2 separate regions of the Mus musculus genome follow, and region 2 is linked to region 1. Evidence: chromatin contacts called from public HiChIP or PLAC-seq data. All regions are on one chromosome and are shown on one strand. The core of a region is the stretch at or near the end of the contact, and the rest is flanking DNA. Distances in the headings are between cores, read along the strand shown. Region 1 overlaps Dync1i1 (dynein cytoplasmic 1 intermediate chain 1). Region 2 overlaps Gm20619 (predicted gene 20619).

Region 1 (7,011 bases), core at 3,367-5,866:
TTCAACCCTAGCATGAGTTTGGCCAGCTTTAGTCACCGACAGCATCCCATGTCAGCTTCTGCCTGCCAAGCTGGGGTTTCTACCACACAAACAGAAAGAGTCCAGATCATTCACGAAAGTGTCCTGTGCATGGAGACACGGGCCAAATTAGACCCCAAGGAGGTGTCTCCAAACTCACACTGAAGTCAACGGAAACTTGCAAACGCAATAGAGAGCGTTCTCGTGGCTCGGAAAGTCTTGTTAATAGTTCCAGCAGGTCTTTAAAGTGGAAACACAAGCCAAACTCCTGTCCCCAAACAAAACAGAACAAAAAATACGTACCTCTCCAACATCGTAGATCCAAATGCGGCCTTCTGAGTCCCCTACCGCAACTTCCTTGCCACCCTGTGCCCAACGAACTCGGTTTAGGGCAGATGCTCCTTCAATGGCCACACTTGCTGTTGGCACCTGCCAAAGGGGTTATGACATGAAAAATGAATATGAATTTAACTATACTAATATGCAGTGATGTGTTTTACTCCACAACTGCCTTCCAGTGCACAAAGCCACTTCTACCCATGAGAAAGGGTGAACAGGATTCATTGTTCTGGAATCATACGCTCCACTGACTTAGGGAGTAGAAAAGAGAAACAAAAAGGGAAAAATGGATATACTTTCCCACCGTCGTGGCAGCCAGCAGCAGGATTTTGTCAAGTGTATGTCCAGCATAGAAGCATGCCAGCTAAATGCAACGTTTGACCATCAGATCATGCGGGATATGTCGGGGGACAGGGAGATGCTTGCTGTTTTACAGAGATTGAGGATCTATAAAAGGCAATGGTAGGGTAGGAAAACAGTCAGTTGCTCAAACAACTTGAGTCTTCATAACAATACTAGCGTACATGTGCTAATTCTTAGAGAATTATCTACCTTACCAGAAAGAGGGTGATCCAAGGAACAGAAGTATACAGTTAAGGGGGCTAAAGAGATGGCTCAGCAGTCAAAAGCACTGACTGCTCTTCCAAAGGACCAGGTTCAAGTCCCAGCACCCACACGGCAGTACACAACTGCCTATAGTTACAGTTCCACCTTCATACAGATGTATGTGAAAACAAAACATCAATGTAGATAAAATTTTAAAATAAATGTGTGTACAGGTTAAAAAAAAACAAAAACAAAATTTGAAGAATCAATCATAAACTCTCTTTTTATTCTTTTATCTTTCTTTCTCCCTGTGGCAACACCAAGATATGGAGAATGGTCTACAAGGTTGTCACTGTCCTTACAGAGACATCCTGTTAAAATGCGGCTATGTGTGTGGCACCTTTAACAAACACTGGAAATCCACAACCATTGATAATTGGGCTAGTAATCATTATTTCAGTGAACTGGGAAATGCTGAAATAGAACTTGCAGTCGGTCTATCTGTCTGTCTATCTGTTTATCTGTCTGTCTATCTCAAGAACCGTGGTATGTGGAGGGAGGATTTTGAGTGTCTCGATCTGTCTTCTGTCAGTGTGTGTACTCTTGTCTTCAAGGTTGGAAGTTTATAATTGTTTAGAACTCCTGAGCCTTCTATGAGGGTGTTGATTCAGAAATGACAGCACACCTTTAAAAGAGAAGATGGTACATGTGAAAGGAAAATGGAAAGAAAGATGGAAGATGGCCACTGCGAGCATCTTCTGCCCCTCTGTGAGACCTGTGCTCAGTAAGCGAATCTCGCCAACATGGAAACACGGTGTGCTCTGCCACATAGCACCCCAGCATTCAGCTAGTCACAGGGTCGAAACCATCTGTTTATGGGAAACTATTGAGCCAATTCCTATCTTTAAAACAGCAATAAAAACTCCATCATATGTAAGAATCTACGTTTAAACTTCATCTTGAAATCAATAAAAAATTCTTTTCACCTGCTTAAATCATTGCATGTCAATTGTGAACAAAAATGTAAAATGAAAATCCCCAGCTCATTTAAAAAAAAAAAAAAAAACAAAACCCAATTTCTACAATCAAGGTCCCTGCTGTGCAAGCTGGAGTCTGAATTTTTAACCAAACCTTGCAAAGAATAAAAACAATGTGAATTTAGATAGACTATAATTCTGTCAATACACTTTATTATCGCTGGGCTGGCCTGAAAACCAAGTCATGATTCAGCTGTAGACCCTTCAAAGTTCGTTTTTAACACTGACTTAAAAGCATCACATAGAATTTAACCTTGAATAATCTAAAAGCTGAGTAAAATGTTTAATCTTCATAGGAACACAGCTAAAAAATTAATTTAAAAAACCCTGACCTTCTCATGTAGTTAAAACAATGTCTAACGTGCTTCTAAAAAAATTAGTTTACTTGAAATGTAAATAATGTAACTGAAGTGAGTTTTGAAAGATTATCCAAAATGCTTTCTTTTCATAGCTATTATACAAAATATAAAACATGCTATCATATTTTATATGCTAAAAATTAATGAGTACATGAAGGAAAATATATCTGTAATAATTTGTGGCATTTGAAGCTCAAATGCGGAAATCTGTATTAAAATAATCTGCACGCTCTTTGCATGTGCCTTACTTCCAACTTTGATTTCATAAGTATTCTCATGTTTTTATGGCACAGTCATTTTAATTGCAAATACAAGATGTATATAGCATAAATTACTAAGCAGTAAGAGTCGCTTGCATCAAGGGTAAATAGCCATTTTCGCCGAGGGGTGGGGGTGGAGGTGACAATTTGGTTTAAAACTACAATAATTTCAAGAACAACAAAGCAGATGGGGAATATAGGCTCTCTCTGTCTTTTAAAAATCTATTTCCTAATCTCACTTAAATCTAAAAAAAAAAAAGTTTGTAACTGTGAGGTCCTGGACTCAACTGTATGTATGACCAACCATGAGTTTTTAAATGTTAAGCACAAAACTTCCCTGAGTTTCTCTCTTTGATACCTATAGAAAGAAAAGCCAGTGTCAAGATATAGCTTTCCTTTTATGGAGAGAGGAGAGAGATCGAGAGGTGGAAGTTATTAAGTAGGTTGTGGGCCACTACATCCCTTTGTACACTTTGGAGCCGGGTGTCATGGAAGCATCCCAGCCAGGCCTGCTTTCTGATATAGCACACTCCCGAGTCAATCTGGAAAGAGGTTTTTGTTTTTGTTTTTTTTTTTTTTAATTTGCTTTGAGTGAGTTTCTTCTAGCAAATAGAAGCAATATGATTTTAATCAACAGTGATGAAAGACTTTGGGAAAGCATTACAAGGTAAGGTAATAGCATCTTACTCTTAAATGCAGTGATGCTATAAACATCTCAGTGATGGGCATCTCACTCGTGCCTTCTGATCATTTTCAAACATAGTTCATTACGTAACTTTCTTTTCCCATAGTTCTTGGAGGTAAAAGGAAAAATGGCCGCGATAGAAACACATTTGTCTGGTGATAGTCACAGGTAACTGTGCACTTATAGGTACCCAGACACAACACCACCCAAAGGAAATTCCCCTGTCCCCTCCCACAAAAAGTCCTAGCCTTCTGTGCTTCTCCTTCATGTCCTCCAGCCTTAGGATCCTTAATTACAAAGGCTGAATGGCTTCCTGCGCCAAGAACTTCAAAAGGCCTGCTTTACTTGACATATATATATACCTTGTCCCATGGAATCTTTACCTGGGTATTTGTACCGGAACCAAAAACCAAGAAATGATGCAGAGGCCATTTTAGGACATAAAATAGTCATGTAACACGGTCCCTGGCAACAACATCATTCCCAAGGCCCTGAGTTAGGCCCTCGATACTTTTGAGGGATTGAAAGAAGAGGAACAAAGCAGATGACATCCTCAAAAATATTCATTTTGTTATCAACTGTTTTTTTTTTAAATAGATGCCTATTTTATCTTGTGAATGACTTTAAATGTGACACGTTAAAATCCCATTTTAAAGACGAATTGAGTTTTGCATACATGTATAAACTTAGACACTATGGCCTTTGAGTTCAATATTGTAGACAAGGAATATTTCCATAGCAATAAATCAAATGGATGGTAGAACTAAACAGAAAGCAGTGTAGAGAACCATCTTCAATGGAGTCGAAACAGAAATTGTACAAATAGCCAGCGTTGACAGAGTAACCTCATTTCAATAATCCAGTCTAAAAACAGCACCCACAAAAGCTTACTTTTCCAAGTCTCTGCCAATAAAGTTATTTCAACACGATGTGTCCTTCCCCTTAGGGAAAAGTGTGAACACACTTTGTGCTGTTGGGGGAAAAGATGTGTGTGGGGCAGAGTCGTTAACTGTCTAAGATCTGGTACAGTTTAGGGATGAAGTGACATGGAGTTTTGGCCAATGCATCTGTTGGTTCCCTTCTGGGAAGTCAAGAATTGGGGGTTGAGAGTGGGGGCAATGGACTGTACCCAGAGGCAATTGTAGGGTCTGTCCACAAAAGGCTCCCCCCCCCCCCACGAAGGACCAGACTGCAGAGTGACCCGGGTCCCCCTTTCCCATCCCTGGGCCCGGGCGCCTGTCGCTCACCTCGGTGTCACTGTTGAGGTTCCAGAGGTCCAAGCGCCCCATCCCGTCCACGCAGGCAAAGAGCGCGGGATGCACGGGGGACCACATGACATCGTACACATAGTCTGCATTGTCTTCAAAGGAGTAGAGCGGCTTGTTGTGCTGTAAAGCAGAGAGACCGTGAAGACTTAGTGGCGCTGCCGCCGCCTCGGGCTGTCTAGAGAGCCTAATTAAAAACTTTGCACATTCACCAAGTGTCATAAAACTTCCCGAGATGAAAGTCCTCGAGAAGGTGAACCGGAGCTTTAATGTGACTACAACTGTCCAGTGGCATAAATAAATCCCCGGGGGTGGGGTGTACTTTGAATGGGCCGGGGCCGGGACCCGCGGAGCGAGGCGGTTTCAGACACAGTTGTAAGCGACATTCCAGACAGGTGGACGCGACTGCCATTAGCTCGGAATTCTTGCCAGGCCAAGCTGTGCATGCAGGTCGCGGGAGCCTGAACCCAGCAGTGGGCTGAGGGGCTTGGACCTGCTGGCATGCTCCGAAGCCCGGGCGGTCCCTGGCGACCCTGGCTCTGCACCGAAGGCAACGTCTGCCACCTCGTGGACCTCCCTTGTCGCTGCAGCAACGATGGCTTCTTCCAGTCCAACTGCAGGCCAAATTCATATTTTAACTCTTTTTGTGCGGCGAGGGAAGGAGACAAATACCTTTAAATGCGGGTTTGCGCTCTTACAGAAAAGTGGAAATCTCTCCACTCAAGACCTTAGCCTCCCTGTATGGGGTTAGTTCGCCAGAACCAAGTGGAGCAATGTGGCTCATTCTAGAACCTCTGAACTTACACAGAAAATATGACTTCCTTTCTAAATCACCAAGGATTTCCAAGACCCCTACAGTTGATGTTCTGAGGGGAAACACAGAGCATTTTTCCACTGCATACAAATGCCTCCACTCCAGAGGGATATAATAAATTAAAATGGCACACTTGATTTCCAGCGAATATTGTCACATCAAAATAGCACAGAAGTCAGAGGCAAGTTTGAAAGTACACCAGAAATAAAACGTAATTGGACTTTATGAATTATTCATTCCATCTGGCTTGTCTTATTCTAATTTCTGCATAATGGCTTTACTAATCCCTGATCAATTAATGTAAAATGAAATTTAAATGATAATGAAAGCCCTAGAGATAAAAGAAATTAACTATTCTTATATCCTCTGACAGAAATCTAAACAATGGGAATTTTTGTCTTCTTCCTCCAGTCAGCTGTCTGCACTCTCTTCTCAGGCTCTGTGGAATGTCTACACAGGCCAGGGCCTTAAGATCAAGAAAAGATAACATACAATGTAACAATCAAATCCTTTCTGCCTTGGATATTCAAAGAACTCATCTGTAGGGAATCCGCTCCAAGTTATCAGCGAGAACTGCCAATGTGTGCTGCTTGTGAATGCGAGATGCCCACAGTACATGGGCTGAGATTAGAGCGGCGAGAATCAGTGCAAACCCACAGTTCTTAAACTGAAACCGAATGCACCGACGTGTTAGGGGAGTGACTGTAACTTCCATTATTTGCATTTCCTTGACGCGTAAAAGTAACTGGTTTGATGCAAACAAAGTTTAGATAGATTAGGGCAGCACAGATTGTAGATAAACTAGTGTGTGTGTGTGTGTGTGTATTTGTGTTTGAGTGTGTGTGAGTTTGTGTGTGATGTTTTTTAAAGAGATAGATGCGTCATATTTTTAACTTCAAAAGTATTTCTGAGGAAATATAATTTGAAAAAAATACCCACCATTGAAACACCAAGAAGGAACAAACTAAACATTTGTTTTATAGTGATGTAATATTATTATTCTGTAATTTCTAGATAAACATGTTTTAAATCTCATTTCTGTCATATGACTAGAAACCAAAATTATTTGTTTATCAGCTACTGCTTATGCCTTCTTCTCATTGTTTATATTAGATAATTCATACTTTTTTAGACAATCCAAGTATCAAATTATTACCTGATAGCATGATTGTATCATTTTGCCTTATTTATCCAAAAGAAAGTACGAAATAGCTGGTGTTTCTCACTGACCATCGTGTATATTACAATCTGACTCTTTGTTTAAAAAAGAATGTCACCACAGACTCTTGATTTTATACCTAACTGGCCACTAATAGAGAATGCAACATATTTCTTTTAGTCATTAACAGCTAAAGACGTGTGATTTAAAGAGGTGATTCTTTGTATTCTTTCTCACTCAGTCAATAGTTCATCTAAGCGCACAGAGCTGAGGATATGGGCACACATGCAATCATACAACAAACACACAACACACATGCCATTATTGTTTTGATCAATTAAAACCCCATCCAGCTTCAAACAACCCTTCTCCAAGGAGCTGTCAACACAAGACATACTAATCCCTTTAAAAACTATCCTGCTCATTCTATGATAGTCTTCCTTTTTTTCCCTTTGAAATTTTCTTTACTGATAAATTCGGTAAAAATTATACTATATCCTGGAGACACCACTTTTGAAACATCTGGAAA
Region 2 (6,951 bases), core at 3,212-5,711, 360 kb before region 1:
TCCTCTGATCAACTCTACAGAGAGTAAAAGCTACCTCCAAGGGTCATTTTAAGAATTAAGTGTGCTAATATGTGTGTTCTAGCACTGGGCATGACACATGGCAATCAGTGACTTTGCCCAATTAATGCCATTCGTATTATTGCACACTTGAAGTAGCAGTTGTAGAATAGTTTAGCAGCAGGAAAAAAAGAGCACACCAATCTCGCATCGTTTCTTTTCGCCATTACGTTACAACTTCCCTTCAATTCATCTCCATCATGGCTTTCTGAGAGAACAGCAGGATAGAAATAAGTTCAATCATTCCTCATCTCAGACCTCACAAAAATCTTGGAAAATCCTCTCTGATCGTCAACACATCTCCATCTAGAGCATCCACTATGCACATGGGCGCACTTGCACAGATGGCCAGTTTTTGTGAGATCCTTTCAGAATCCCAGTGAGCATCCTCGGACGAGGCTCATTCTTTAGCCTGACTTATATTTTTATTGTAGACAGAAATGTAAGCAGTGTGGAATGCCACTTAAAAACATGAGCCTTGCAGGCAGATGACTTGGTTGCAAATTCTGGCTCTGCTTTGTTCAATTATTCCTCCTTCCTCCAAGGTTCTTTGTCTGTGAGGGCACCTTTACGGGAAAGCCATGGGGGTTAATTGAGAGGTTGTGTATGAAGCTCTGCGTCCAGCATCTGGCGCCTTGTAAATGCTCAGTAAGCTTCAGCTATCATTCTTTGCTGCAGATGTACATTTTTGTCTCGAAAAGTTCCTTTGGAGTCTTTACTGTTCTTTCCTCTCGGTGCGTATGAGTTCCTCTCCATCTCTAAACCTGTGGAGCGTATAGTAGTTGTCTTCTATAGTCTTTGTTTACTAATTCTGTCATCTTTGCTGTTTCCTATTCTTTCTACCAGGTGATACGCTCCTAACTCTTGATCATATTTTATTGCTGCTTTTGCATATCCGATGCTGTGATTTAGATGTAGTTTGAAGTATTCCCCAAAGGTTCAATTGCTCGAAGTTTCAAGGTGGGGCCTAATGGAAGATGTCTTAGATATTTGAAGTGCTGCTCTCAGAATGAAGTAATATAGTTCTTGCAGGACCCACTTAGGTCTAATTTAAAAAACCAAAAATGCCTCTGCCCAGCTAGGCAGTAGTGGCTCATGTCTTTAAAACCAACACTTAGGAGGCAGAGACAGGCAGGCAGATCTACAAAATGAGTTTGAAGCCAGCCTGATCTACAAAATGAGTTCCAGTACAGCCAAGGCTACAAAGAAAAACCCTGTTCAAAGAGAGAGAGAGACAGAGAGAGAGACAGAGAGAGAGAGAGAGAACCTCTGCCCATCCTGCAACCTATGTCTCAGTCAGAAACCAAGATAATATGGCTTCTTATTCATGGATATTCAGCTTCAAAACTATGAGTAAAATAAAATGCATACCTCAAAATATTTGTATACAACAACAGAAACAATAATATACCAATGACAGCTTTTTTACATTATAAACTTGGTTATTAGCTGCTTTGTGTTGTACATTTCATTTAATTGATGTTGGATTTTGATTTGCTACACATTTGGGTTACCTGGAATAAATTTAGAAACCTCAAAGCTTGCTTTTCAAAAGTGCTAGGGTATATTCAGAGAGGCTTTGTGTCCTTGTAATGTTTCGCCAGCAAAACACACTCGGACAACCAGGTCCTTCTACAGAAGAGCTTTATTGCTTACTTCTCAGGAAGACCCCGAACCCTGAAAATGGAGCTGTTTAAATACCCCTCTGTGTGACATGTCAGCTCCTGATTAGCTGCTCACCCATCACCCCACTATTACACCCCGGGATGGGCAGTGACTTGGCACGAATTTACTCCTGCACCTGCGCACATTGCTTGTTTACCAGTTAGGCACTGTGGAAGCCAGCGCCATCTTGAAATGGCGATTGCTCACGGCTCTCCACAGCTTTGGACTATAACTAATTCAGTCTACCTTTGCTGAGGATTCGTCTGATGTCTCTGATGCTGTCTTCCCACCATGGTTGGTAGGAATATGAACGAGCTGCTTCATCCCATTTGCTTCACGAGTTCTCTCCAGTGGTCCTTTCCCTCACATCAATCTTTACTCTCATGTGTGTACAAATCAGTTCTCAGCCAGAAACTTGTGGACACCTCTCCAACATACAATTTCTAGGTAATCACTTCTTCATAATAATGCCCTTTAAATATTGGAAACGGCTTATATACTTGTTACAGAAATAATTGGAAAGGAGATAAATATTTCTTTAGAATACATTTATTATTTATGAGAAACATCACTCTCTCTCTCCTGATTTTGCCCTTTTTTCTTTCTCATATCCCATCTCTTCCTGCTTTTTCTCTCTTTCTGAGTGTTTCTGTGTGTGTGCGCGCGCGCGCGCGCGCGTGTGTGTGTGTGTGTGTGTGTGTGTGTGTGTGTGTTTCTCTGTGTATCTCTATCTCTCTATCTCTCTCTGTCTCTATGTGTCTCTGCGTGTCTCTGTGTGCCTCTGTCTCTCTGTCTCTCTTTCTGTCTCTCTCTCTGTCTCTCTCTCTGTCTCTCTCTCTGTCTCTCTCTCTCTCTCTCTCTCTCTCTCTCTCTCTCTCTCTCTGCCAGTAATGCTTGCTTTCCAAACCTCTGTCTATCAAATTCTAAGTGTCTTGGCCTCCATGAACGCCAGTTCTGCCTCTCTCAGCTGGACCACAACGTTGGGTTGCTCCTCTAGACGTTCATCCCTGACACACTGCAGTCATTAAGCTGCTATAATCATAGGACTCACTTCCTGTGCTTGCCTTCTCGCAGGAAATGACAGTTACCTAGATGTTCAAGGTGGAATACTGAATCCAGTCTTTCTGGCTCCATCCTCGCCAGAAGTTGAAATCTTTAGCTATTATTTCCAAAAGCTAGTTTTAGGTGCAAACTTTACACATCTAAAGATAAATTTAAAGAAATAACAAATGCAACATATGGAAGAATGTGCAGGCTCGTGTGTGTTATTAAATAGATTCCTCAATCTAGGCATGCATTATGTTTGCTGGGTATTTTTCTGTGTGTCTGTGTGTGTGTCTCCCTTCTGAAAACATTTCACTTTTAGATTCTTGGCTCTGGGCCAATTTTGTGTAAAAGCCACAAATTTTGAAGCTTTTATATAATTTTAAATCCTAGATAAGATACAATTATGTCTTTTGTGAATGACTTAGTCAATTAAGGTTTTCCTAAAAGAAGAAAATTTGATTTTGTTGTTGTTGTTATTTTACTCTGGCTATTAATGCCATGCAATCCCTAAATGTTGAAAGTAAAGTTCTCCTATATGCTGGCATTGCAAGAACCGTTTAATATACAGATGAAGCCCAATGCACGGGATGATGATGCAAGGAAGGGATAAACTTTTATACCTCTTCACGCTTATATTAAGCATGATCACATTACTCAAAGCTCAGTTAGCTTGTAGAAGGTCTGTGTCTGTAAAAGACACAGAAAAACCGCACACACATGAATGGTGTGAGTTACACTAAACCTTTTGCTTGAACAAGAAGACATATTTATACAATGTTTACTCTGCATACAGAGAATTGGAAATCGTAAAGGGAAACTGAGGAATTCATACTTAACAAAAATTACCTTTGAAATTTAATCGCTGCATTTTGAGGCATACAATGAGATTTTACATTTCCTCACTGAGACATTTATTGTTCCTGCAGAAACCGAATTATATCTTATTCCTAAATCTGTCTTCTATTAAACTAAAGAAGTCCATAAATCAATAATAACCTTTCAGATATCAACCTCTTCATAATTATGTCTTCCATATCTATGTAATTGTTTGCATATTTTATATTAAAACAAACAGGGCAAGGCACATTTTGCTTGATTGGAAGGAGGGTCTAAAGATTTTAGTTGGTTTTCAACATTTGTGAAATCTGTTTTTATCCTCTTTTCCATTACATTTAAAAGTTAATCTATTTCACACAAAGAAGCAAATAGATGCGCTGATGCAGATCAACTCTCCAGGAAAAAAACAAAAACCAAAAAACAGACAAACCAAGTTGTCCATTAGAACTTGATGTGGATTCTATCATAGTATCATAGTATAGTTTCCACTAAAAACAACAGCAAACTTGTCAGTTAAAGAAATGTGTGATTTTAGTTGAATCAGGATCTGAGTATCTTTCTGACAATTTCTCTGCGTGTCTCAACAGGAAGTGGCTGAATGGCCACTCCAGATTGATCTCAGATTCAGAAACACCAGCATCTTGAAGCTGCTCTGTTTGTGGCGTGAAATGACAGCAACCAGAGAGGCCTGCGGCTGCTTTCCTCGATGCCTAGTCTGTGTGCCAGCCATCTGTGTTCATTTAGACTGTGTGTGTGTGTGTGTGTGTGTGTAGGTGGAGAGGGTGGTGAGTGGCAGAGCTCAGGTTGCAGGTCTCAGCATGGGTTTTGATACAGAACTAGACCTTCTGCCTGGTGCCTCTCTAACAAGACCCCTCATCTGCTGGGCCCTCCAGAGAAGTAATTTCACCAAGACCAGCTGCGAGGGGAATGTTTCTTGTTCTCTTTATTCAAAGTGAAAGATGTTAAACAGAAATTTTCAGAAGCACTTTTGTTTGGAAAACGGGAACGGAAGATCACGGAAACTGGAAAACATCCATGAAATTAGCCCGAAATCATGGCCAATACTGATCATTTGCCGACAAGCTGTCTGTCAGGGAAACCACAACAATGGTTTATTCAGGGCATCCTGGGGCAACAGTGCTGCGGTGGCACTAACCACACATTGGTCCAGAGGTTGACATTTTATGTTTTCACTTTTGTCATTGCAATAGAGGGTCCATGGCACACTAGTAGCAGGAGTCCTCAAGTACTCATTGCTTTCTTTCTCAGATGTAATCCACTAGTGAGAATTAAGAGAGAATATAGATTTAAATAAGACCCCCGAGGACCCGCAGGAGTCCCTAAGACGGGAAACGGGAAGAGAACCAGACACAGGCCACACTTCGTCTCACTGATCTCAAACTTGGTATACACTTGTTAAAAAGCTCATTTTTTGTCTATGAATAGGAGGTGGAAATGAGCGAATCTGGCTGTATACATTTGTTATTTATTATTTATAACTCAAAACCTTAGCAGCCTATAATTAATATGCATACCTATAAAATTTCACAATATCCCTATGGCCTTTAACATTATTGCAATATTTATTCAAAGAATCTCTCTTCTCTCCCCTCCACTCCCCTCTCCTCCCCTCCCCTCCCATGTCCTCCTCTTTCCTCCCTCCCTCTCCTCTCCCCTCCCCTTCCCGCTCCTCCTCTCTCCTCCCTCTCTCTTCTCTTCTCCCCCCTCCCCTCTCCTCTCTTCCCCTCTCTTATTCTCCTGTCTTCTTTGCTCTCCTCTTCACCTCCTTACAGTTTCAGACCCTGTAGCTTTCATTGCTCTGACCTTCTGGGAATGTCCTTACCATGTATCCATCAATACTGCACCTCTAAGCCCATACCTAATTGGTTGCCATGCCCAATCCTGGAGCTCACTTTCCAAATGTCACATCTGCCTACAGCAGAGTGATTTCTATTCCCAACTTAGTGTCAAGTTATCCATTTATTATTAAAACTAGGTTTCACACTATTAAAATTAGGTGTGGAACTGTCCTTCTTAACTTCTGCCCAAGGGGGATATTTTCTGTGTATTAACAGGACTTAAAAGCTTACTCTGAAAATAGCTCCCAAACTCAGGCAGAGCCAAGAGCCCTTCCTGCATCACAGAGCACCGGGTTTCCAATACCGAGAGCAATGGGGCCCTCAGAAGAGCAGGAACACTTTCAGAATGCTTCACATACTTTGAGAATTACATAAGATGAGAAACAGACTCACCTGGGTAGCATTTCATCTTAAATATTTGCTGGTCCAAGTGTGCACACTACCATGTAAAGGATTCATAAGGAACTGTTATAAATGGCTGTGCCCTCGCTGTTCTGGAATTTGACAAATACCATGAGAGCTTTCTTCTTAGGTAAAAGCAGTCTCATCCTATGGTACTGATAAAATTCTTTTTCCACATTTTGAAATTTGCAGATTCAAGTTACTGAGTCTTTCTTTCATGAATTGCCCCTCTAGAAACTTCCCAGAATCTTTACAAGTCGCAGGTCAGAGACTCGGTCCTCAAGAGCTGTGTACGTGGATGGAGGAAGCAAAACCACTTCCTGTAAGAGAGCAATGAAGACTGTATACTGTTGTGCGATGGGATGGAAAACAGTTCGGCTTGGATTAGGTGCCTGAGTGAAGATGGCAGAAATCTGCTTGGAAAAGGTTGGGATCTCTGGAATGAAGAAAAAAATGCAAGAAGCAAACATAAAATGCTGGTGCCTCTGTATGACCCAGCAGGCTTTGTGCTACTGAAGGTAGGAAAGAGTCCTGAACTGAAGACACTGTGCATTCTATGGAGGAAAAAGTTACTTCACAAATTTGTTATTTTACAGTGGAACATCTTCAGCCTTTAGAAAGAATGAAGATGTGTTGTTCACAGGAAAACTAGAGAGTCAGAGCAGCTACAACTAGAGAGCCAGAGAGTATGTCTAAGAAAGAAAAATGGCGTTTGTTTTCTTTCATTTGTGGTTCCTAGATTTTAATAGATACATAAAATCACACACACACACACACACACACACACACACGTCCCTAAGGGAACAGATTGGATTAGTAGAGTTGGGAGAGACAAAAAAAAGAAAGTAAATGGGCAGGAATGTGCTTGTCAGATGCTTACACAATACATACTCATATGAAAACTTTTAAAATAAATATTTTCACTTGATGTTTTAAGAAAATCATTCTGACAATAATTTTGGAAAGTTTGTGAGGGAACAATCTACAGTTACAAACTATGTCATTGAGCCATGGAAGTGATCTACGGTGGTCAGAGATCAGATGAGTTCTTCACAGATTATTGAAAGAAACCTTGAGTGATGTA

Evidence for each region. HiChIP or PLAC-seq counts read pairs in DNA pulled down with a chosen protein or histone mark.
Region 2: a contact with region 1 is called in an H3K4me3 HiChIP or PLAC-seq map of craniofacial prominence, with 4 times the contacts expected there. The contact joins two enhancer-like sites. A contact is called at or near these places in 1 of 15 datasets of contacts at CTCF or cohesin (the NIH/3T3 cell line), 4 of 484 Hi-C or Micro-C datasets (cortical neurons, myocytes, nephron progenitors and 1 more), 1 of 115 datasets of contacts at active chromatin or transcription factors (craniofacial prominence) and 2 of 9 other capture datasets (embryonic tail and embryonic trunk).

Annotation. Positions count from the first base shown.
Region 1 is chr6:6,003,891-6,010,901 of GRCm38.p6, reverse strand. It overlaps Dync1i1 (dynein cytoplasmic 1 intermediate chain 1), which reads right to left. Exons shown (of 17, transcript NM_010063.4): 15 at 4,492-4,632; 16 at 322-447. Among named protein-coding and RNA genes, the nearest start is that of 1700019G24Rik, 30 kb to the right of the region's middle. Within about 2 kb of position 4,616, at least 95 of the 459 cell types and tissues checked have an H3K27ac peak or open chromatin away from gene starts, as enhancers often do. A contact at or near this core is called in craniofacial prominence, where this site is marked.
Region 2 is chr6:6,361,686-6,368,636 of GRCm38.p6, reverse strand. The region is part of intron 3 of Gm20619 (predicted gene 20619); the gene reads right to left. Among named protein-coding and RNA genes, the nearest start is that of Gm52888, 25 kb to the left of the region's middle. Within about 2 kb of position 4,461, at least 8 of the 459 cell types and tissues checked have an H3K27ac peak or open chromatin away from gene starts, as enhancers often do. A contact at or near this core is called in craniofacial prominence, where this site is marked.